4 separate regions of the Mus musculus genome follow, and regions 2, 3 and 4 are each linked to region 1. A link is a contact called in public promoter capture Hi-C data. All regions are on one chromosome and are shown on one strand. Each heading gives the region's core, a stretch centred on a gene start, on an enhancer-like site or on the middle of the called end of the contact. The rest is flanking DNA. Distances are from core to core; before and after follow the strand shown. Region 1 overlaps Ubap2 (ubiquitin-associated protein 2). Region 2 has its middle 14 kb from the start of Gm25637. Region 3 overlaps Ubap1 (ubiquitin-associated protein 1). Region 4 overlaps Ubap1 (ubiquitin-associated protein 1).

Region 1 (5,622 bases), core at 615-3,114:
ATGGAGATATGTTCCTGTAATCCTGGCATTTGAGAGACTAAGCTTGAGTTCAAGACTAGCCTAGAAGCCGGTGATGCACACCTTTAATCCCAGCACTAGGGAGGCAGAGGCAGGCGGATTTCTGAGTTCGAGGCCAACCTGGTCTACAAAGTGAGTTCCAGGACAGCCAGGGGTATACAGAGAAACCCTGTCTCGAAAAACCAGGGCGGGTAAAAAAAAAAAAGACTAGACTAGGCTACATTCTGAGAACAAACTTATCATACAATCTAAGACTTGTGAGTTGTGCCTGGAAATGTCATACTGTCTTCCTCTCATGCTTGGGCACAGGGCTGCATTCACGAGGAGAGCATTGCTGTTCTGCCCTAGGAGGAGGAGCAGCGTACCCTGGCTGACTTTATAAAGTATCATCTGGGTCTAGCCTTCGCCCTTACTTACAAGAATGCTGGCCCAAGTGCTGCTACTACTTCACCTCGTCCAGGGTTGTCTGTCCTCTGACCCTGGGCCTAGGAATAAAGTAATGGATACTGTGGGAAAGCCACCGTGAGATGAGAAGCAAGGAAGCAGGGGCAGGCCATCTCCACACAAGCAAGAGTGCCCTCTAGGTAGACAGTCTCAGCCTTATACTTTGTAGGGAATCTGTCAGTCACAGACACAGAATGTGGTCTTTGATGTTCTCAGAGGATGTGACTGCCCGGGCACGGGCTGCCTGTGCTTGCTGTCGTGCCTACTTCTTGCCTACACCCACTCCTGTTGCTGGGTTCCTTGTCTTCTGCCAGGCCGCCCAGAGTGAGCCGCTGCAGGTAGCGCCTCCACTTGATCGAGTGGAGTCCTGTCTGAGGGAGAGGCTGGCTGAGGGTCTGTTGAGTCTAACAGGATGTAGAAGGACCCCTGGGTAGCATCCAAGATAGCCTGAAGTGACACTCACAGCTGCATCTGTCCTTAGGGGCTTTTCTTGCCTCTCCACCCATACCATGAGTCTCCTTTTCCTTGGATTTTCTGGGTATACAAGTTGGGCTAGGATTTCTGCAGATGCACCATTGTGTGCCTAACCACAGGACAGAAGCCATCGTATCCCTGCAGCTGAAGTGTCACAGTTGTAAGCCGCCACATAGGTTACTGGAAGAGCACCCAGCTTTTTTAACCACTGAGCCATTTCTCCAGCCTCTCCCTTTTCTGTTTTAAAAGTTATATCTTAGAGGACATCTTTAGAGAGTCCGCAGTGGAAACAAGCTTTACATTTTTTCTTGGGTCGTGTTTAGCCTTTCTTTGGGGCTAAACTGCTGCCTTTGGATTTCCTTGTCTGTGAAGGTGCTCCCTTGTGGGCCTCCTTCCTACTAGTCTCCTTTGTCTCCAGCTAGTCCCTGCAAGTTCCTTGTCATTTGGCTAGTTCTTTTTGCCTCTTAGAATTCTGGCTGAGGATTCCATGTTTTCTTGGAGTTTGCCTAGACCTGCAGCCTAAGGAATGTGAGAGCCATTCCCAGCTATGTGTTCTTGACTAGCGTGACTCAGCTCAGACGGCCCAGGGCCCTGGGTGGTGAGGGCCAGGGCAGAGTTTCTTCCTCCAGAGTGCAGCTTTGGTGGCCTGTGTTTGCACTGTTGTACCTGCCATTCTCCCCTGCCATTTAGCTCTGTTGCTGTAGCTAAAGGAGTTGGCAGAAGCTAGACCCATGGTCTTATGCCTGCCTAGCATTGCTTTCTGCCCCTCTTTAAGTCTCTTAGGCTTGGCCTCTTTTACCATTCCCATGGCTGTTCCTTTAGTCTCTCACTCAGTAAGGACCAGTACAGTTGGTTTGGCCTGTAGCATTTACCAAGTCTCCGTATGTGCTGTGAAAAGAGTTGTGAGATTGATTGTGTCTGGTTCAGGCATTAGGGTTTGGCAATCTGCCCACATGCTGTCAGCTAAAGCAGAGGTTCTGAGCTGCACACACCCAGGGTACTGTCATACATGCAGCTCTCTGGACAGCTGCCTGTTCTGGGAGTGTGGCATCACCCAGAGTGTGCATACATGTTCTGCCACCTGGATCTGCTCTCTGGGGATGGGGTGAGACCATTGCTCAGTGAGTCTCCTTGGTCTTTCCTAGGATTACTATGGAATTCCCTTTGCAGCACCCACAGCCCTTGCCAGCCGAGATGGGAATCTAGCTAATAATCCATATTCAGGTTAGTTGGCTCAGCGGGCAAGAGTTGGGGAGGTGATGGGCTGTCCTGTCTAGCCACAGGAGGCCAGAAGGTGGATGAGGCGGGCTGAGGCAGTCTTTGAAGGTGTGAGTACTTGAGCTGGCAGTATGAGCTATTCCTGTTTGTAACAGCTAGCCTGGCCTTTCCCCTGGTAATACAAGGGTCGTTGTTCTTCTAGGTGACGTCACAAAGTTTGGCCGAGGAGACTCTGCATCCCCTGCACCTCCAACGACCCCAGCTCAGGCCCAGCAGAGCCAGTCTCAGACCCACCACACGGCCCAGCAGCCCTTTTTGAATCCTGGTCTGCCACCTGGCTACAGCTATACCGGCCTCCCCTACTACACAGGCGTGCCCAGTGCCTTCCAGTATGGGCCTACTATGTTTGTGAGTATTTCCTGGGCTATGGGTTCTTCAAAAGTTGAAACTTTGGGGATGTTTTCCAGCATCTATCAGCAGCAGATGATGCAGCCACGAGCCCATTGAGTTGCAGCCAGCCTTGGTTCAGGGGTCAGATTGTATTTCCCAGCTCCTTTAGATTCATCATGGATTGCACTTAGGAAACTAGTGGTTCTCTGCGTTCTGACTTATTTTTGCCTGACGCTCAAGCCAAGGCTGATCTCCTCTTTGCATTATTCTTACACTCAAACCTCGCCTGTTTGTCCAATCAGGTCCCTCCAACCTCAGCGAAGCAGCACGGTGTGGCCCTCAGCACTCCCCCGACCCCTTTCCAGCAGGCCAGTGGCTATGGGCAGCACGCTTACAGCACAGGTAAGGACTGCATCACTCCCAGTACTGAGCGGCACATGCTCAGAGAGACCTGCTTAGCCCACACATGCCTCTTGTGCCCTGTCATCCTAGGTTATGACGATTTGACCCAGGGGACGGCAGCAGGAGACTACACCAAGGGTGGCTATGGTGGATCATCTCAGGCACCAAACAAGTCGACTGGTTCTGGGCCTGGCAAAGGTAATGTCAGCTCCTCTCCGGGACTGGAACCTGGAGTAGTAGTCTCCTGTGTGACAGCTGTTTTTTTTCCTAGGAGTGTCAGTATCTTCAGGCACTGGCTTACCTGATATGACTGGTTCCGTCTACAACAAGACACAGGTGAGGTCGCACAAAGGTGGGCACAGTTAGATGGGCGAAGAGTGCAGTTCAACCTGACGGCATTGCCATCTTTATCCTACAGACTTTTGACAAGCAGGGATTTCATGCCGGGACTCCTCCACCATTCAGCCTGCCGTCTGCCTTGGGCTCCACCGGGCCCCTGGCCCCTGCAGCGGCCCCCGGCTACGCGCCTGCCCCGTTCCTGCACATCATGCCGGCCCACCAGCAGCCCCACTCCCAGCTGTTGCACCACCACCTACAGCAGGATGCCCCGGTGAGCGCAGTGATGGAGGCAGCCTCCCCACGTGGGGCCTGGGGTTCTGTTCCAGCCTTTATAGCCTTTTCTCCTCTTCCTCCTCAGAGCGGCTCTGGTCAGCGCAGCCAGCCCAGCTCCCTTCAGCCCAAGTCTCAAGCCTCCAAACCCACCTACGGCAGCGCTCCATACTGGACAAACTAGACCCTGAAAAGGAGGGGGTGGGCTCTGGGCAGGAGGGAACACATGGAGCACCTTCCTGGAGCCCCGTGCCCTTGCTGGGATCCTGAGACAACTGTCAGCTGAGCCCTGTGGGAAGCCTGCCTCCCAGACCCTCTGCTGTGTGTAATGTATTTATGTATGTACTTGTAAATGTGATACAAGCCTGGAGGAGCTGGGCTGTGGTCACGGGTAGCACACAAGTGTGTGCTCCCAGTCCAGACACCCTTACCATAGCCAAGTAGGCCCCACTCCGACCCCTCTGCCTTCAGATCTTCCATGTGGCCCCAGCTCAGTGGGCTGCTGGGTGTGCCACTGAAGGACTGGTGGTTTGGGGCCAGGTCAGTACCAATGAAGAATCACGACTTATCTCATTCCCTGTGAACCATTATGTTTTCTCCTCTGTAATTACTTCATCCTTGTGTTTGAAAAACTGATCCTTCTGTCATTTGTCATGGTCCCTCTTCTAACAAATCTTAATCTGGAAACAGAAGAAATAACCCCTGTCCAGCAGAAGCCTGTCCGTCTGCGCACAGCAGAAGCCTGTCCGTCTGCGCACAGCAGGGCTTCCGCTTTGGGTCTGGTCCTGCTCTGGGGACTTGTCTTTCTAACCAACATTTAAAAACAAAATCTGCACTAGGTCTCAGAGATGTGCAGCCAGTCAGCTCCCTTATAAAGAAATCAAAGATCTGCTTCCATCCATCTCAGTGAAAGCCTGTCTGCAATCAAAGGCTCCCCCATCCCAGTTGTCCTGAGCCAGGTGGACAGCTGTTTCAGGGTTTTCTCTCACCCAAACTCCACCTAATAAAATCCTGAGAGCATTCTTGGTCTCCGTGTTCTGGCTAAGGGGGTGGCTTGGGAGAGGCACTGCCTCACAGGGAGGGTCACTTGAATTGCTGTTCCCTTCTTTCTTCAGGGCCTAAGCTGGGCCTAGTCAATAGTCAAGTTCATGGGCCCAGAGAACAGAGTGCTGAGATAGTGCTGTCCAAACCCCACCTGCCTAGTCTGGGAAGAAGCCGAGTGCCCAGACTCAGAGCTGGAGAGCTGCCGCTGACAGTCACCTGTCCTACCACTGCCTGTGGCTGTTGGTTAAGTCAGAGGTTGGGGGCAGGGAATATTCAGTACCCTGAAGTGTTGGGGCTCTCCAGCTCCACTGTGTGAGACCAGGCTAGAGGAAAGAAGAGTGTGCGTGCCTCATTCAGGATGTTTTAGGTGGGCTCCTTAGGTAGGCAGGGGTTTACTGAGTTTGAGACTGGACATATCTATATGTGGGACACTTTTTTAAAAAGCAGTTCTTTAATGGTCTCAACGTTTTGGGGGAGAATTGGTGATCACGGCATAGTTAGTGATCAAGCCATCAGACACTTAAAGGTTTTGACCCATAGTTAAGGCAAGCATCTGACTGAAACGGGCCCCCGTTTTCTCCTTGCGCCTTCTTCTGCCACCTGAGTGTGCAGACTGAGTCACGGTGCTGCTGCTCGCCATGCTCTTGCTGGACTATGAGCACAAGGTGAGCTCTGTTGGCACAGGGTGGGCAACACCCGTCAGGCAAATTAAACAAATGTCCTTGCCCTTAACCTTCTATCTTAAAAGAAAGTATGGCTGAGAGTAGTTAGTTTCTAAGAAAAGGTCAGTGGAGCCCAAGGAGTGCCTTTAACTTTCTAGCGGAGACCTGAGAATTATTAAGGTAATGAGATGTATTTTTTAACTAGCAAGGGGCTAGGGTCGATCCATGGGGAAATAGCAATACAGGTATTTTTTATTTCACAGTTTTATTAGACAGGTGGGCAGAAAGAGACAAACCACTAAAGGGGAAGCCAACAAAAAGCATCAGATAAACTTCTCATTCGTTAAACTGAAAAACCATC
Region 2 (6,122 bases), core at 323-2,822, 130 kb after region 1:
AGACTATAAGGAACTAATTTAGTTCCAGGGGAGAGAGAGAGAGAGAGAGAGAGAGAGAGAGAGAGAGAGAGAGAGAGAGAGAGAGAGAGAGGAACTCTGTAAGAGTAGTTATGATGGCCAGTGTGGTGGTTAGTTCTGACAACTACAATCTCCTGAAAAGAATATTAATTGAGGAATTGTCTAGATCAGGTGGGCCCCTGAAGACTTCTCTTGAGTACCTGAACTGGTGTGGGAAGACACCGTCCATTAAGGGTTGCACAATTCCCTAGGCCTGGCGTCTTATACTGTATACGAGAAGAAAGCTTAGCTAAGTAAGAGCAAGCAAGCAGAGATGTGTTTACTCCTCTGTGTTCTTATCTGTGGCTATGATGTGATCAGCCACCTGTAGCTACTGATGCTGTAACTTCTCTGTGGTGATGGGCTAGAGTGTAGGATTGTGAACTTAGATAAACCATTTCTCTCAAAAGTTACTTGCTGTTGGGATAGTTTATCCTGAAGGTGTTTCCTACAGGGCATTTGGGCTAAGCAAACGCTGGCTGATAGCCCTTGAAGCATAGAGAAGTTAGCTACTCCACCCCAGTGTGTGTGTTTGTGAGTGTACGTGTACACCGGGGACTAAATCTAGTACCTTGTACTTGCTAAGTTTGCGCTATGCGCTATACCACTGAGCTACACCTCTGACCTATCATATATATGTTTTAAAAGAACAGAGGTTCTTTGTTCACATGTATGAAATTAAATAGTTTTTTATAGGAGATTTGCCTTTAGTCTAGGAGGCCTGGCTAGATGTGGAGGCAGAGTGGAGGCAGAGGGTTGTTCCAGGGAGCTTGGAGCTTCCTATGTTGATGGCTCAGCAGATCCCAAAACCTGGCAGATGACTCATCCCTTATCCTATTATGACTGTTCAGGAAGTGGCAGAGGTCTACAGAATGTAGCACCCCTGCCCATCTCTATAGCTAGATATGTCGTGTTGCGACTTGGATCTGTATGTAAACAGGATATCACCATGCATGCAGCTGGGACGGCCTATCTGGGTAATTGAGGCAGAGGCACTGTAAAGGAGCAAATAGTATGTGGGCAGAAATGTGGGGTGTAGCTTCAAATCCTGGTGAGCCACTAGGTAAGGAGGCCTTGGTGGTGGCAAGGTGCCAATGACAGCTCCTTTCTCAAAGAGCCTGGCTGGCACAGCTGGCAAAGCCAGACACCCTAAGTCTATGATGATGATGGCTGGCAACTTTCCTATTTATTCTTTAAGCCCCCCTCCCCTGCAGGTCATGGCAGCTCTCACACCCTGTCCATGAGAGGGCATACACAGGCTATAGGCCACAATCTCGGACCTACAGGAGCAAGAACGGAAGGTGGTGGTGGATTCAGATGTCAGAGCTCCGTCTCACCTTTCTGCACACTGTCTGCTCTGTGGGAATACACAGAGAGCCTCAGGTTGCCCATGGAACTTGCTTGGAGAGTGGTTTCTGCACAGGCCTGTGTTGCGTGCATACACCAGAAGTGGACATGCTGGCCCCTGCCCCAATGCCTGTGGCCTGGTTCTGCCTTCCTGGTTTGCTCTGTGATTTGAGAGACGCCTGAAGTGGGGCAAAGAGTCTGGGCCAGGAGCCAGGAAGTATGGACTACCCCAGGCTGTCACACAGTGACTGTCAGAGGTTTCTTTAACTTGTCCACTCTAAAAAGCAGAGGGGTAGGGCTGGAGAGATGGCTCAGCAGGTAAGAGCACTGACTGCTCTTCCAGAGGTCCTGAGTTCAAATCCCAGCCACCACATGGTGGCTCACAAACCACCCATAATGAGATTTGACGCCCTCTTCTGGGGTATCTGAAGTCAGCTACAGTGCCCTTATTTATAATAACAAATAAATCTTTGGGCCAGAGCAAACAGGGTCTGAGCAAGCAGGGTTGACCGAAGTGAGCAGGGTCAACTTGAGCCATCAGAGGTCCTAAATTCAACTCCTGGCAACTACATGAAGGCTCACAGCCATCTGTACAGCTACAGTGTACTCATGTACATAAAATAAATAAATCAATCTTTCAAAACAAAAACAAGAACAAAAACAAAAACCAGAGGGGTAGTAGTCCCTTTAGGGTTGCCATGCAACCCTTGTGAACTGTCATGGCTGTCATGGGTATATGGGAAATTGGGAAGACTGTGTCTTCCACAGTGGTGACTGGCGTTCCTTGAGTAATGTAATAGAAGGATTAAGGGCGGCAAGGGAGAGAGGATTTGTACTCTGTTGAACTGTGCGTTTAGCCTTTTGGAGCCTCGAAACATTAGCGTTCTGGGGCTGAGCTTCAAAAACAAATTAGCTATGTAACAGGTTAGGACCTGCCAGTAGTGAGGCTGGGAAAGTCTCTCCACCCATCCCTGCCCCTAGGCTGTGTCCCAGAGGTGGGGAATGGGGTGGTGGTGTTGAACAATTGCTCTCCCCCAGCTGAGAAGCCCGGACTAGGTTCTGTCCCTCCCTCGGTTTCCCACCCCCACACTCGCTTGTTGCCTTTTAGCTTCACACTTTCAGTTCAGAGATTTCCTCCTCACTCCGTATGTAGGCTTAGCCACAGCAAACAGAGATGGCGCTGAAGTCAACACAGCAAGAAGTGAAGCAGGTACAGGTGACAAGCGGCGGGTAAGAAAACTTGGAAGCCACAGGAAAGTGTGTGGGCTGCCCTGATTGGAGCCAAGTATCTCCTTTAGAGGAGGACCCCGGGGCTAAAGCCAGGCGGACAAGATTCTCAAAGCGAGGCGGAGTTTTCTAGTTAGGTGGGGGTTCCCAGCTGGCTGGTGCCTGCAGGGATCTCCAGCCCAAGAAATCTGCATAGACCACCAGTAGGGGGCGCCAGTACAAGCCTCATGTAGAAGGGGGCAGAGTCTGAGGGTTAAGAGTTGCCCCCAACACTTACCCCCACCCCAGTTGTCACACGTGGTGGGGAGGGGGTTCAGGCTGGCTGCTGCAGGAAAGAAAGACTTGAGGCTTGTTATGCCCAGGCTAACTGGGCCAGGTTGCCCCGAGGTGCTAACAGCCTGGAAGTAGAGACAGGACCATCTTCTCCTAGGATCTTGGAGGCGTGAATTCATGCAGATGCCTAAGAGACTCTCCCCATTCTACTTGCAGACAGGCTGCTCTCCAGCATAAACGATTTCTCTTCCACCGAGGGCAGAGAGGACTCGGGTCTTTCAGCATCCAGTTATCGTGCACTTGCTGGGTTCCCTCTGAAGGAAGGATCCTGGAATCCCTGTTCCCAAAGAGCTCAGGAGGTCCAGTGTCCTTAAAAGGCAGCCTGATCAGGCCTTGTCACACCTGGATCCCCCACAACAGTCCAGTGATTTTGAGCCAGCTGCCAGCTGATTACACTGGAGATTGGAGAGTGCCTGAGGCTGCCGGACCTCTTGACTATGCCAGGGGTTCAAGCTGAGAGGCCAGGCTGCAAAGGGAAGGGCTGGTCGGCCAGCCCCACATGCTGGCAATCTATCTCACTGCCTGGGAAATGAGCATATAACATCCTACTGCTGGACTCAGGGTCAGGGACTGGCAGCAGACTCTTGCTCAATAGTCTCTCACCTAGCACTGAAAACTACCAGGCACCTACCACACTCCATAGCAACTCAATCTACTCTGCCAGCATTGGTGCCGATACCCACATAAGTCTTGCACTAAAACTCACCAGTACAAATGAAAGGGCTGAGCTGCAGTTAAGCTCACAGGATCCCGTCTACAAAGCCTGAGCCACAAAGGACTCACCACACAGACACAGGAGTACCCCTGAATAAGGATGCCTCCAACAAGCTAGCACAGGCTCCGGCCAGGAGGCTCCTATGCTGCTCCCCTGCTCTCGCTCTTAGTCCATCGAGAGAGAGAGAGGGGGGGGGGGAGAGAGAAAGAGAGAGAGAGAGGATGGATCTAGGCGTAGGACTCATCAGGCATCTTACATGCTGTGTAAGTAAGCGCTCTATCTCTGAGATGCATGCTCAGGCTTTTCTCCCATCCTTTCATGAGGGTGAAAGTCCCTCAACCTGACTCCTCTGCTATTCCACTTACTCTGACAGAAAAAATCTCTACTCTTGTTAGATCCTTTATTTCCCGGGGGGGGGGGGGGCGTTTTAGCCAGGTGTGGTAGGTAGCATTCATTTATAAACTCAACACTTCGGAAGTGAGTCAGGTCCAAGGTTATCCTTAGCTGCACAGTAAGCTTGGGCTACATGAGTCCTTCTCTCAGAAAAACAAAAAGCTTTATTCTGGAAGACTTTTTAAATTGATTTAGGTAAAATTCAAAGGAAGGCTGAGGATATAGCTCAGTTGGTAGAGTGGAGGCAGGAAGGTCACCCCTTGGCTACATAGCAAATTCGAGGCTAGCCTGGGCTAAATGATATCTATCATAAATAGATAGATAGATAGATAGATAGATAGATAGATGATAGATAGATAGATAAAGTCAAGGAAATTATCAGATGGTGTAAGATAAGAAGATGGGGGAACTTGACATGGAAGGACCAGGCTGACATCCTGAATCCACTATCCACTCACACTGAATGTGAAGCAGACGGACTTGTGAGGCTTGCAAAAGTATCATTTAGTCAGCAAAGTGGAGATACTAGATGTTACTCTCTAGTCCTGCTCTCTCCCACAGAGGAGCTACCTCCCCTTCAGAGCCTCTGTACAGCAAATGGAGACAGTGCAGAGATCCATGGGCGGACTGTGTGGCACACAGCCCCAGCAGATACATCTATAGCACTGCTCCTGCATCTGTGGCTCAGGGAACATCGAGGGAGAGGGGGCCTAAAGATCGTAGGTGCTGTGGTCTTCCGTGAAACTGTCTTTCCTAGAAATGGCTATAGCAGCATGGTAATGTGAAGAGGGAAACTTCATGGGGTCCTGTGATGGTTTGAATAAACTCAGCTCCCAGGAAAGGGCACTTCCAGAAAGTATGGCCTTGTAGGGGAAGTGTGTCACTGTGTAGGCAGGCTTTGAGGTACGAAGCTCAGGCTCTGCCCTGTGCAGGAGACCCTCCTCCTAGCTACCCGTAAGACAGTCTCTCCTCTCTGCCTTCAGATCAAGATGCAGAACTCTCAGCTCCTCCAGCACCGTGTCTGCCTGCACACTTGCCATGCTTCCTGCCATGATGATAATGGACTGAACCTCTGAAAGTGTAAACTGGCCCCAATTAAATGTAACTCATAAGAGTTGCCTTGGGGGCTGGTGAGATGGCTCAGTGGGTAAGAGCACCCGACTGCTCTTCCGAAGGTCCGGAGTTCAAATCTCAGCAACCACATGGTGGCTCACAACCATCTGTAACAAGATCTGACGCCCTCTTCTGGAGTGTCTGAAGACAGCTACAGTGTACTTACATATAATAAATAAATAAATCTTTAAAAAAAAAAAAGAGTTGCCTTGGTCTCTCTTCACGGCAATGTGAAACCCTAACTAAGACATGTCCCATCCCTAAACTAAGAACTATAGGTAACTAATGACATCTGGGAGAAGGAGAATTAGTCTCTCCCAGGGATCCCATTATAGATGGTGAGGTCACATGGTGGCTGTTGGGAATTGAATTCAGGACCTCTAGAAAAGCAGTCAGTGCTCCTAACCACTGAGCCATCAATCAGCCCCATCAATCAGCCCCGACAATCCGTGCCTTTGATCTCAGTACTCAAGAGGCCAAAGTGGGCAGCTCTCTGTGAGTTTGGGGCCAGCTTAGCCTACGTCTTGGGTTCCAGGTCACTTGGGTTATGGACTTCAGACAGAGCCTAGTGCCTGCCCCAGCGGGAAGGAAGCTGAGAGCTGAGTTCTTGTTCCTGCTCAGGAATACCTGGATCGTCTCCCGGACAACCAAGATGAGCAGGGACCTGGGTGGGGAGAAGAGCTCTTTGGATGCCCTCCTGTGTCCTCCAGAGCAGGACCATGGAGACACTTAGACCAAGAGCCAAAAGTTGAGCAAGCTGTAGACTATTTCAGGAGGGTCTCTTCCAGGAGGGTCTCTTCCCAAACCCTTATTGATTTTTATCCAGATTTTATCGTTCAACATCCTCCTTTTCTTCTTTTTTAAAAAATATTTATTTATTATATGTAAGTACACTGTAGCTGTCTTCAGACACTCCAGAAGAGGGAGTCAGATCTCA
Region 3 (5,909 bases), core at 2,697-5,196, 170 kb before region 1:
ACACTGCAAGCAAAGCCAACTAAAGAGGCTACCATGATAGCCTGGGGAGACTGAGGTAGGCGAGAATGAAGTGTGAGGCAGAACTAAAGACAAACCCAGTCTAACACTGCTGACTGAGACGACAATGAAGACATCAACAAAGCAAAGAGGGGCGTGAGCAACATGGATAACTGGTATTTGTTTAGTACTAGGCACAGAAACGCAGAAAAGATAATAGAACATGTAAAACAAAACCCATGCATATGTGGAAGACATATAAGTGGAGCTCTGGGTATCATCGTAAGCAGGCATTAACAGGGGCAACAAGATAAAACTAAGAGATGTAAAAAGAGCTTTACCAAGTCTTTAATGTACCGAATATTAACTAAAATCCACCGCTTACCTGCATCTCTCTGACAACCTGTAAGCAGTCAGGCAAGGAGAAGCCAATAGGCAGACCCACTTTCGCTGGTGTTTTGAATTTGTCTCCTATCTTAAATGGGACATCGTCAAGGTAACTGAAAGTCCCTATAATCAAAAATAACAATAAAGCAGAGAACATCAGCAAATAACATTTATATGCTATAATCTTATGCTGAGTTGACACACACTCATTTATACCACCCTAACATTTGAGTCCCTCTCCAATGGCTTACTGACATCTGACCATTAAAGAATTCTACTCAGTCTACTTCATATTAGGGTTTGTTTTCTTTTTTTGTTTGTTTTTTTGTTTTTTTTTTCAAGACAGGGTTTCTCTGTATAGCCCTGGCTGTCCTGGAACTCACTCTGTAGACCAGGCTGGCCTCAAACTCAGAAATCCGGCTGCCTCTGCCTCCCAAGTGCTGGGATTAAAGGCGGGTGCCACCACCACCACCTGGCTAGGGTTTGTTTTCAATTACACTCAGTACAAAATCCAAAGTACTTACCAGGCAGTAGTGGTGCACGCCGTTAATCCCAGCACTCAGAAGGCAGAGGCAGGTGGTTCTCTAAATTCCAGGCCAGCTCGGTCTACAGAATAAGTTGCAGGACCGGGACTACAGAGAGAAACCCTATCTAAAAAAAAAAAAAGGGGGAGGGGGTTTGTGTGTTTGTGTGTGTGTGTATGTGTGTGTGTGTATACAACATAGTACTTAAGCTAACAGTATTATATTATATATTAAAAATATCTAAGAGAATAATTTTTTGTCATTTTTCAAACAGGATCTTTGTTAAATACAAACTGGCCTTTAACCTGAAATTCTCTTGCCTCCATTCTGAGATTTGGGATTGTAAGCATGCACCATGCCTGGCTCAGAACAAAGCTTAACTGCTTTTAGAAATTCAAAAGCCAGTCAACATTTTAGGAGAATTCATGGAGGGAGAGGGGTTGGTGAGCCCCCACCCTTAGCAGAAGAGCTATGGACAGTTGGTATCTTCTGGAGGGAGAAGAATCAGCTTTCTTTAAGAGATTCCTATAGGAGGAATAATAATAGGAACTAACCTGCCGGGCAGTGGTGACGAACGCCTTTAATCCTAGCACTTGGGAGGCAGAGGCAGGGGGATTTCTGAGTTTAAGGACAGCCTGGTCTACAGAGTGAGTTCCAGGACAGCCAGGACTGCACAGAGAAACCCTGTCTCAAGAAACCAAAAGAATAAATAATAATAATAATAATTAATAATATGAACTAACCAGTATCCCCAGAGCTCCCAGGGACTAAGCCACCAATCAAAGAGTACACAATGTGGGACTCATGGCTCCAGTTACATATGTATCAGAGGATGTCCTAGTCAGTCATCAATGGGAGGAGAGGCCCTTGGTCCTGTGAAGGCTCTATGCACCAGTGTAGGGGAATGCCAGGGCCAGGAAGCGGGAGTAGGTAAGTTGGTGAGTAGGGGGAGGGGGTTTTCGGAGGGGAAGCCAGAAAAGGGGATAACATTTGAAATGTAAATAACATATCTAAGAGAGAGAGAGAGAAAGAGAGAGATTGAGAGAGATTGAGAGAGATTGAGATTCCTTAGCAGGTCAAGTGCATTCCATAGCCAGGAGTACATGAGCAGTACAAACTGGACTCAGCTATTTTAAAGACATAAAGTTGGAGGTCTCGGGTAGAGATGGATCTGGGCAGAGTTACAGGAAAGAGTGGGGGATGAATATGATAAACCTAAATTACAGGAAATTCTCTAGGAATTAATGAAAATATTTGTAACACACACTCAGAGGCAGTCCTCAGTATCATGACCTCCTCATCCAGCATGTCAACCACTTCACAACAATATTGAGAAATTATTTTTAGAAAACTGTTTAAGGACTACGGCGATGGCTTGGTAAGTAAAGCACTCTATGTGCAGGCTGAAAGCTTGTCTTAAATCTCGAGGACCCACTTAAAATTCAAACACTGCCAGGCGTGGTGGTGCACACCTGTAATCCCAGCACTTGGGAGGCAGAGGCAGGTGCATTTCTGAGTTCGAGGCCAGCCTGGTCTACAAAGTGAGTTCCAGGACAGCCAGGGCTACACAGAGAAACCCTGTTCTCGGAAAAAAAAACAAAAAACAAAAACAGGCACACTGGCACACATGAAAATAACAGTGCTTGGGGAGCAGGGACAGGAGGAGCCTGAGGTCTCACTGGCCAGAAACTCTAGCCAAATCCACTACTCTCAGTCTTAGTGAGAGACCCTGTGTTAAAAAAAAAAAAAAAAAAAAAAGTAGGCAGTAAGCAACAGAGGAGGACATCTGATGTTGACTGGACTACACACACAGAGAGAATGGGGGGGGAGGGGGCAAAGAAACAGGCAAAGAGACAGACAGACAGACAGACTTAAAATGTTAGGTTAGGGCCAGAGAAAATGGCTCGGTGGGTAAAAGTGCTTGCTACCATGCAGGGTGTGGTGGCGCACGCCTTTAATCCCAGCACTTGGGAGGCAGAGGCAGGCGGATTTCTGAGTTCAAGGCCAGACTGGTCTACCAAGTGAGTTCCAGGACAGCCAGGGCTATACAGAGAAACCCTGTCTCGAAAAACAAAACAAAACAAAACAAAAGTGCTTGCTACCACAATCTCCTAAATCCATGTGGTGAAAGAGAGAAGTTGTTCACTGACTTCCACTCATGCCATGGGCATGCACACACAGGCACATACATCATAATATCAATATTAATTATAGGGGCTGGCGAGATGACTCAGTGGATAAGAGCACTGACTGCTCTTCCAGAGGTCCTGAGTTCAATTCCCAGCAACCACATGTAATGAGATCTGACGCCTTCTTCTGGTGTATCAGAAGTCAGCTACAGTGTACTTATGTATAATAATAAATAAATCTTTGGGTCAGAGCAAGCAGGGACTGAGCGAGCAGAGTTGACCAGAGCGAGTAGGGTTAACCAGAGCTAACCAGAGGTCCTAAAAATTCAAGTCCCAACAACCAAATGAAGGTTTGGAACCATCTGTACAGCTACAGTGTACTCATATACAAAAAATAATTTATAATAATAGTAATAATAATAGGAGATGTAGTAGCACACAGCTTTAACCCAGCCCTTAGGAAGCTGGGGTAGGTAGCCTCTGTGAGTTCCAAGCCAGCCTGGTCTACACAGCAAACTCCAGGCTAGCCAAGGCTACATACTAAGACCTTGTCTCAACATCAATGACACCACCACCACCAATACAAAGAAAAAAGAGAACAAGTAACCGAAAGTAAGATGTGTACAAGTCACGTGTGTCCCTCTACAATTACTGATGCTAGACAACATCCTCTCATGATTATTCAGTAGGATAGTGTATCTGGAAGATCTCCCACCTGAGCTACTGACTGTGAACTGCACAGTTTGAGTGATGTAACACCACATGAACAAACACAGTATTATGCAACTTACATGTGTATGTGTGGCAATATAAATTTTCAAAGATATTTCACAAAGTTTGTAAGCAACAACTGCTGCGTCATTCTGACACAGCTGAGTGACTCCAGCTCAGAAGAGCTCTGCAGCACAAGCTGCCGTGCAGCCTAGTGGACCACTGCCACAATGATGTGCAGTGTCTAAAACCATGCCTGTATGTGTATGCCATATTAGTGAGGTGTCAAAGGAGACAGAGGCAATGGATCCCCTGGAGATGGTGGAACTGGGGCAGTTGTGGCTGATGGGAACCAAACCTAACTCCTCTGAATGACTAATTTATTATCTCAACTGCTGAGCCAGCTCTCCCAGCCCCCAATGCAGTTTTTAAAATGGAAAATCAGTTGTACAAAAATCTGAAGTCTCCGGGTGGTGGTGGCGGTGGCGCATGCCTTTAGTCCCAGCACTTGGGAGGCAGAGGCAGGCGGATTTCTGAGTTCGAGGCCAGCCTGGTCTACAGAGCGAGTTCCAGGACAGCCAGGGCTGCACAGAGAAACCCTGTCTTAGGAGGAAAAAAAAAAATCTGAAGTCTTGGATTCTTCTGGGTAAGTGCCTACTAAAGAACAAAATGGTCTAATCTTAACTATTTAGGAGTCTAAATTCTCTACAAGTGCAAATAATAAAACTTAGTTCAGTGATGGGCACATTCCTTTAGTCCCAACCCTCAGGAGCCAAAGAGATCACGTGTCCAAAAAAAATAGTTTGGGGATAATCTTGATTTTTTTGAGACAGGATTTTGATAATGTAGCAAAGATTTATTTTATTTATTTTATGTAAGTTCACTGTAGCTGTCTTCAGACACCAGAAGAGGGAATCAGGTCTCTTTACAGATGGTTGTGAGCCTCCATATGGTTGCTGGGATTTGAACTCAGAACCTCCTGAAGAGCAGCCAGTACTCTTAACCACTGAGCCATCTCTCCAGCCCCCATAAAACATTTAAAAAAAAAAATACCCTAGGTCCAATACCCAGAGAAACACACACACACACACACACACACACAGGAAGAAGGGGGAAGATGAGAGAAACAAAACAATGAGCTCCTGTGTAACACTCTAAATCTTACTTGTACCTTCATAACGCTCCAACTGACACAGCAAACTGCTTTTGGGGAATGGGGGGGCATGCGTGTGATGCAGGACCAAAACAGACCTCATTAACTAAAGGCTTAGAACCTCCATCCAAACAGATGGAGAAGCTACAACCATGAACAGAAAAAGGACTAACGCTGAAGCACAAGAGGCAGGCCCATGTGTAGCTCTGAAGGCCACAGTGTAAGCAGGCATTTGAAGCAATCCTTTTAAACAACTGCAGGCCCTGAGATGCACATGCTGTTTTGTACAACTCTATATTACTCAGGCTGCTCAGTATAAAGAAACAATAACATAATACTAAATTAACTCAAATTCCCTGATCAAATCATAGCTTAAATCTTAATATTTAACACCACTCACCATGAACATCTGTCCCCAACTTCTTAGAAGCCATTTAGAACCTGAAAAAGAAGGGAAGGTTTCTTAGGCACTATGTCTTGAAACAGTATAAACAAGAGACAAAAACAAACAACAACAGCAGAGCACTAATGTTCCAGGACTCGGTCTTCACGCTTCACTCCCAAGTCCTCCAAAGGAGGCCCAATAGAGGAGAGCTTCACTATTCTTAAACTTACATTTTCCTACTGTGTTACATCCCCATGTGCTGCCTGCACAGTGCTTGTCTGGAGGTCAGAGAACAACTCTGTGGAGCCCATGTTCTCCTCCATCATGTGAGCCCCAGGGATGACACCCAAGGCTTCTAGCCTGGCATCAGCACCTTTACCTGACAAGCCTCTGTAGCTCCTAGAGCTGAGGGTTCTGGAGGAAACATGTGGTCTGTAAATGGGGACAGGGGCAGGGGACCACAGAGAACGTGAGGCCAGCCTAGGCTACACAGTGGAGTTTCAGGCTAGCCTAAACAGAACAGCTCTACCTCAAAACCAAAAAATTCTAAAAGGAAATTTAAATATTTATTAAACCCGAAGGCTGAGGAAATAGTGGAGGAATAACATACTGGCAGTCACCAA
Region 4 (5,837 bases), core at 59-2,558, 190 kb before region 1:
CCCTCTCAGTTGCATTCCACTTGGGTTAGAGCCCAGTCTGACAGTGGTGCAGCAGAGAGGAGAGGAAAGGATCTAGCCCCAAAACAGCAGCAGTCTGCTCCTCCTGTCTTCCCACTCTTCTTGGTAGCCAGGCCAGGTTTTGGCTGAGAACATTAGAGACCCCAGAAAGAACCAAGTATTCCTTCTGAAAGCCCAAAGTGGGAAGGACACTTCTCAAAACACAGGTATGTTTAATATGGAAGGAACCAATAGAGAGCATATATGCCCAAATCTTCCTACTTTCCCCCAGCTCAGGCCTGGGCTCACAGAGACTAACAAGTGTCAACTCCACATCCGACCTTCTAACCCCCAAAGAAAATCTGGAAGCATGTCCCGTCTTCCCCACAAGTGAGCTGTGCAGAGCCTCCTTGGGGAATGGTGGTGCTGTGGCAGGGCCGTAGCAGGGCCAGGTCTCAGCTGGCTCCAGCCCGGGCCATGAGGTCTTCCAGAGCATTGTCCTGGTCATTGTTGTGTAATAGCAAAACTTCCTTAATGTCTTTCAGTTCAAAGCCCATTTCCTTAAATTTGCTCATTAACTGAAGAAACTCCATCATCTATGGGATAAAGGAGAACAAATTTTTTTCAGAAAGAGTTGAGCCACGCAGAGCAGCTGAATGTAGGTGTATACTGCAGGTGAAGATTCTGCCTCCTTCAAGCAGTCCCATGGGTCTTTAAGGTTCCCTCGAAAGTAACAATTCACTTGCTGACCTCTGGACGAGCTCCTGCCCACATGAATATTCCCACCAAGACAAAGTATTTAACCCCTAAAGTATGCTTTCTAGATAGAAGGGAAGGCAAAAAGACTATCAACAGTCACTGTCTTCCAAAAGCCTGGCTTTTAGCGCAACTCTACTTCCCCTTCCTATCACTGGGATTCAACTCCATGTTTTATCTATACTAAATGCAAGACTCCTTGTCTGGACACTGGAGTCTGTCTTTGACTGCTTCTGCCTACAGTGACTAGTAAGAAAAGGCAGTGCAGGGGCCAGGGAGTACAGCAGTCAACTCTGCTCCTGTGAATGCATAAAGGTTCTTACCTTTTCTTCTGAACACTGGTGCATTTCCAGAGCCTCTTCCACTAAAAGAGGGTCAAAACCCTTCTCACAAAGCTGTCCGTGTGCAAAGAGATAGTCGAGAATCTAAGGAAAGAAACAAGGCTTGAGCTCCTCCTGTTACTCCTGAGTCGAGAGCTTTAGACCATCTGTGTGAAGCTGCCTCCCTGTCCCTCCCCAGTTATCAGGCCCAGACTGCCTAGCACAGCATAACCTCAATAATGACTTGGTAAACAAACCGGCACGCCCTTCTAGAAATGAGCAGCCACATCCCAAAGGAGGTACTGTCACAGCTGACTCAACCCAGAAGATCAGCTCAGCCAGAGTAGGATAATAGTCTTCTAGAAAAATACAGTGCATGTCAGAAAATGTCCCCAAGGCAGAGGACTATAGTATGCTATTCACAGCGTCCTGCACAGCCATGACAAAAGTTTCTAGAGGTAAGCCGAGTAGTGGGATATATCTGTAATGCTAGCGGTCAGGACTGAGTCCAATGCCAGCCTCAGCTACCTCAGTTCGGAGCAGCCTGGCCTACACAAGACCCTATCTCAAAAAGAAGTGTAGATCTAACCATATGCTCAGTTTTGTACTCTCTAGAGGTACAAAGGGGTGGATAATGACAACAGATCCAGCCCTCCCACCCCCCAGGCTTTCTCAGACTCTCAAGGACTACTGTTCAACTTCTGGTCCCTGATGATAGCCCAAGGCTCCACATACCCACACGGGAGGAGGCTGGAGTTGCAGGCACTTGAGGACCTCAAGATCACAACTCTAACTTGAGGTCACCATGCTCCCCCACCCACACCTTACAGACCAGCACCTCACCTGCTCAATATTCTCTCCTTTCTTTCTCATGGCTCTCAGGACACAATCATATGAGTAGCCCATGTTGACTACTGTCTCTACACATTGCCGCTCACTCGGAGACAGTGCCTGCAGTTCCAAATAGGCCTGGGGACAGCTAGGCATGTTGGGCACTTGTGACACTGAGAAATTTAGAGGGGTTACCTGACAATAGAAAAACAAGATCACGGTAAGATGAGTTGAGGCCCAGGTTGCTGTCCAGGCATTGTGGGTTGGAAAGAAGAGAGGTACTGAGTACCAGCCAAAAAGAAAAGCTAGGAAACACCAGCAACCCTTGGAGCCCTCACCCGCAGTTCCTGCATGTTCAGACAGCACATGCTATTCCATGCCCTGATCCCTGTAACTTGAAAATCAGTTCTGAGTCTGAACCTACCTACAGAATGAATGTTTGAGGGCTGTGCAGATTTCTCTGTGTCCTTTCATTAGCCCCTAACTCTATTTTGGTTAAGACTCAGTCACTGCAGACATTGCTACTCTGTAACTGACTATCCTAGTCTCACTCTTGCCTCTCACTGGTCATGGCTAGCTCAGGGCCTCAGGATTTTGAGGGCACTTACCTTTGCCTCATACCACATAACTTGGCTTCATTCCCTGCTAAAGCTGCTGTCCTTTGCAGTGAAGATGGAAGGAAGGAGTATTAGCCATACTAGGCTAGACTCCTAGGCAGTCTACTGCATGGCTACAAGCATGCTGCTCCCTGCCACCGGACCTCCCTAGTATCACCTGATTGGTTCACCTCTGATAATGAAGCCTAAGGCACAAAGGCAGCTCAGCTCACTCCCAGGCCACAGGAACAAAATTGCAGGCTTCCAAGAACCAAAGAAAACATTTTATAATTTTCCTTGTTTCCTTTTTAAGCAAGGCAGTAAGTAGTCAGTCCTCTGTCCTAAAGCAAGTTCTGCTATAACCGCATGTTCTCAAACTGAAGAGAGCCAGGAGGATCACAGGCATGTAGGCTGACAGCTTCCACTGAACTGTGTCACCTGTAACATACTCTAAGCAGTCCATTCCTAGGGGCTTCAGTAGGCTACAGCAGCCATGGAAGATCAGAAGCTAAAGCAGTCTAGCCACTTTGCAGACTCAAGATTATATGGCCCTTCTCAGGAGCAGACTCTGTGTGGACTCAAGACACAGCTTCCTAAAAAAGTAAAGGCAGCTCTCACATGAGCCCAGCCAAAATGCCAGGACTATTCTTCCACCATGTGTACTTCTCCCTTTAAAAAGCCCCATGAACACCTGCTAGAATGTGGGTATATGTTTCTAAATTACACACACTTTTAGAAAGTGCAGTCCCCTAACAGCTGTGCTTTGGGAGTATTTTGTCCTTCAAGTAAGTGTGGCTGAAGGAAGGCCTGATAAAATTCTTTGATCTAGTTGTATCTTTGTGAATATTAAAATGCAAACCTTTAGGCTAGAGAGAGAGCTCAGCAGTTAAGAGCATTTATTTGTTGCAGAGAAAACCTGGGTTTGGTTGCCAGCATCCACATGCTAGCTTAAAACTATCCATAACTCCAGATCCAGGGAATCTGACACTGCTGAACTCCCCAGGTACTAAGCATGCATGTGCTATATATAAAGTATGTATGTAGGCAAAACATTCATATACATAAACCTACAAAAACATTTAAGCTTATCTCTATATATAGTCATTTTCACATCATTTGTAATAAATATTAGAGATAATGTAATAGCCAATAAGGTATTATAATAAAGTCAGTTAGGTAGTTTTTGTCTCACTATGTAGGCCTAGAATTCTCATTCTATTAAGTAGACTAATCTGGCTTCAAAAAGCAGAGATCTGCCTCCCTCTGTTTCCAGTGTGCTCACACCCAAAGGATTTTCATGGTTGTTTTGGGTTTTTTTTTTTTATGTATATGTTAGCCCATATCTATATATATGTATACACCACACGCATGCCTGATGACTGTAGAGCTCAGAAGAGGTCATGAAATTTAGAACTGGAATTACATGTGGTTATTAGCCACAATATAGGTGCTGGCAACCAAATCTGGGTCCTTTGTAAGTTCTTTTAACCACTGAGCCATCGCTTCAGCTCAATGCATAGGATTTTAAATACTAGGACTGAGCAAAGTATCCTTTCCTTTTTAAATATTACAACTGAAAATACTTTGCTTAATAGAGATAAATGACTCTTCGACATGTTTTATTAATCAAACAGGCACCACACTAATTATGGAGATCCCAAAAGGACAATGTTTAAAAGGATCCCTTATCACTAGGGCTTAAGAAGGAGGAAGGTTGGGCTGGAGAGATGGCTCAGTGGTTAAGAACACTGACTGTTCTTCCAGAGGTCCTGAGTTCAATTCCCAGCAACCACATGGTGCCTCACAACCATCTGTAATGTCCATCCAGTGCCCTCTTCTGGTGTGTCTGAAGACAGTGACAGTGTATCCACATACATGAAATATATCTTTAAAAAAAAAAAAAGGAGAAGGAAGGTCCTCAAGTTAAGGACAGCCTGGGTTATACAGCAAGACTAACTCCAAAAAATGAAAAAGGATTCCTTGTCAAAATTACTAGTACTACGGTGTTTCAAGTCATTTATCGAGGTTATAATCCATGATTATGATTAATGTGAGGGGGCGAGGTTGGTACACCCCTCAGACCCAGATACAACACCATTACTGCATTCTGACAGTGCTACCTTATTAGGAGTCTTGTCAATAAAAAGATAAAATGTAGTTATTGGCAAACATAAAATGGGTATTGGGTTAAGCCCCAGTTTGTAAAGACCCAGGGTGCTCAACACAATAACTAAGTAAGACATATCACTAGTAAATTTCAAACTTTCCAGAGATTGAGAGTAGAGGACTTGAAAAGCTTCCATAGGTGGAAGTGGAGGTGGACAGAGGCAGCCTAAGAATGCCTCTGCAATGCTGGAATCACTGGGGTTTCTTTAGAGAGGCCGGAGATGGCACTGCAGTTAAGAGTACCTATGCTCTTGCCAAGGAGTCAGGTTTCCTTCACAGCACCACATGGCAGCTCACAACTGTAACTCTAGTTCCTGACTTCCTCAGGCACCAGGCATATATACATGTGCACATATATATACATGCAGGCAAACACTCATAAAAATAAAGCAATCTTTTAAAAAGAAGAAGGGCCCAGAGATGGCTCAGGTTAAGGTACTTGCCACAAAACCTGACCACTTTTTGAACCCTAGAAACCATATTGTAGAAGAACAAAACCAGCTCCCACAAGTTGTCTTCTGGCCCGTGTGCTATGGCCGCATACACACAAAACAAATGTGATTAAAAAAAAGTTTTAATGTATAAAAATGTAAAAAAATATACACGGTTGTGGCTAAGTTGACAAAGTACTTAGCATGCAGAGAACCCTGGGCTGGATCCTAAGCAGATCTGTAATCCTAGCACTCAGGATGCAGAAGCAATGGATCAAGTTCGAGGCCAGCCTGGGTCAATAAGACTTTGCCAAAAACAAAAGCAGAAAACTACAGAAATTTCAGCAATGGTTTTAAAAGAAACAGGGAAACAAAATTAGAAAAGGAGCAAGCTCCTTTTCTGCACATCTGCAATCCCAGCATTCAAAAGGCTGAAGCACATCAAGGACAGGGCTGGAGAAGCGACTCTATTGGTAAAGGCTTTCAACACACGATGCGGAGCTGACTTAAATCCCTAGCATACATGGAGGCGCACGGCTGTAATCCCAGTGCCTATCCTCATCAAAAACCTTCAGCAATGTACAAAGTGACTACAGAAGATACGTCCGTCCTCCATGTGAGCATATGTACACAAAGATAAAGGATAGCCTTGGCTACATAGTGAACAGACAAGCTACACAATGAGACCCTGCCTCAAACACATACATTCAGCTGTGTGAGATGACAGGGATAAATCCCAG

The links. Capture Hi-C pulls out chosen DNA fragments and counts their contacts.
Region 2: a promoter capture Hi-C map of adipose tissue shows a contact between it and region 1. The contact joins two enhancer-like sites. A contact is called at or near these places in 11 of 39 promoter capture datasets (the C10 cell line, the HPC-7 cell line, cranial neural crest and 7 more), 1 of 15 datasets of contacts at CTCF or cohesin (embryonic stem cells), 12 of 484 Hi-C or Micro-C datasets (B cells, the G1E-ER4 cell line, bone marrow-derived macrophages and 8 more), 9 of 115 datasets of contacts at active chromatin or transcription factors (double positive thymocytes, embryonic basal ganglia, embryonic limb bud and 3 more) and 3 of 9 other capture datasets (adipose tissue, liver and pancreatic islet).
Region 3: a contact with region 1 is called in a promoter capture Hi-C map of adipose tissue. The contact joins two enhancer-like sites. A contact is called at or near these places in 10 of 39 promoter capture datasets (the C10 cell line, the HPC-7 cell line, cranial neural crest and 7 more), 2 of 484 Hi-C or Micro-C datasets (the C2C12 cell line and granulosa cells), 2 of 115 datasets of contacts at active chromatin or transcription factors (embryonic stem cells and microglia) and 3 of 9 other capture datasets (adipose tissue, liver and pancreatic islet).
Region 4: a promoter capture Hi-C map of adipose tissue shows a contact between it and region 1. The contact joins two enhancer-like sites. A contact is called at or near these places in 25 of 39 promoter capture datasets (the 3T3-L1 cell line, 3T3-L1-derived adipocytes, the C10 cell line and 14 more), 14 of 484 Hi-C or Micro-C datasets (B cells, the C2C12 cell line, Th17 cells and 7 more), 8 of 115 datasets of contacts at active chromatin or transcription factors (the 230-238 cell line, cardiomyocytes, differentiating embryonic stem cells and 3 more) and 4 of 9 other capture datasets (adipose tissue, embryonic stem cells, liver and 1 more).

Annotation. Positions count from the first base shown.
Region 1 is chr4:41,193,268-41,198,889 of GRCm38.p6, reverse strand. It overlaps Ubap2 (ubiquitin-associated protein 2), which reads left to right. Exons shown (of 29, transcript NM_026872.1): 23 at 2,082-2,160; 24 at 2,357-2,562; 25 at 2,847-2,946; 26 at 3,037-3,144; 27 at 3,218-3,282; 28 at 3,365-3,556; 29 at 3,644-4,575. The coding sequence ends at 3,739. It overlaps Ube2r2 (ubiquitin-conjugating enzyme E2R 2), which reads right to left. Exons shown (of 5, transcript NM_026275.4): 5 at 5,520-5,622. Among named protein-coding and RNA genes, the nearest start is that of Gm22888, 7.1 kb to the left of the region's middle. Within about 2 kb of position 1,864, at least 50 of the 459 cell types and tissues checked have an H3K27ac peak or open chromatin away from gene starts, as enhancers often do. A contact at or near this core is called in adipose tissue, where this site is marked.
Region 2 is chr4:41,060,826-41,066,947 of GRCm38.p6, reverse strand. No RefSeq gene overlaps it. Among named protein-coding and RNA genes, the nearest start is that of Gm25637, 14 kb to the right of the region's middle. Within about 2 kb of position 1,572, at least 38 of the 459 cell types and tissues checked have an H3K27ac peak or open chromatin away from gene starts, as enhancers often do. A contact at or near this core is called in adipose tissue, where this site is marked.
Region 3 is chr4:41,366,323-41,372,231 of GRCm38.p6, reverse strand. It overlaps Ubap1 (ubiquitin-associated protein 1), which reads right to left. Exons shown (of 7, transcript NM_023305.3): 2 at 5,302-5,342; 3 at 383-507. The coding sequence starts at 5,335. Among named protein-coding and RNA genes, the nearest start is that of Ubap1, 20 kb to the right of the region's middle. Within about 2 kb of position 3,946, at least 63 of the 459 cell types and tissues checked have an H3K27ac peak or open chromatin away from gene starts, as enhancers often do. A contact at or near this core is called in adipose tissue, where this site is marked.
Region 4 is chr4:41,383,437-41,389,273 of GRCm38.p6, reverse strand. Ubap1 (ubiquitin-associated protein 1) reads right to left here. Exons shown (of 7, transcript NM_023305.3): 5 at 1,917-2,099; 6 at 1,077-1,178; 7 at 1-593. The coding sequence ends at 453. Among named protein-coding and RNA genes, the nearest start is that of Ubap1, 37 kb to the right of the region's middle. Within about 2 kb of position 1,308, at least 72 of the 459 cell types and tissues checked have an H3K27ac peak or open chromatin away from gene starts, as enhancers often do. A contact at or near this core is called in adipose tissue, where this site is marked.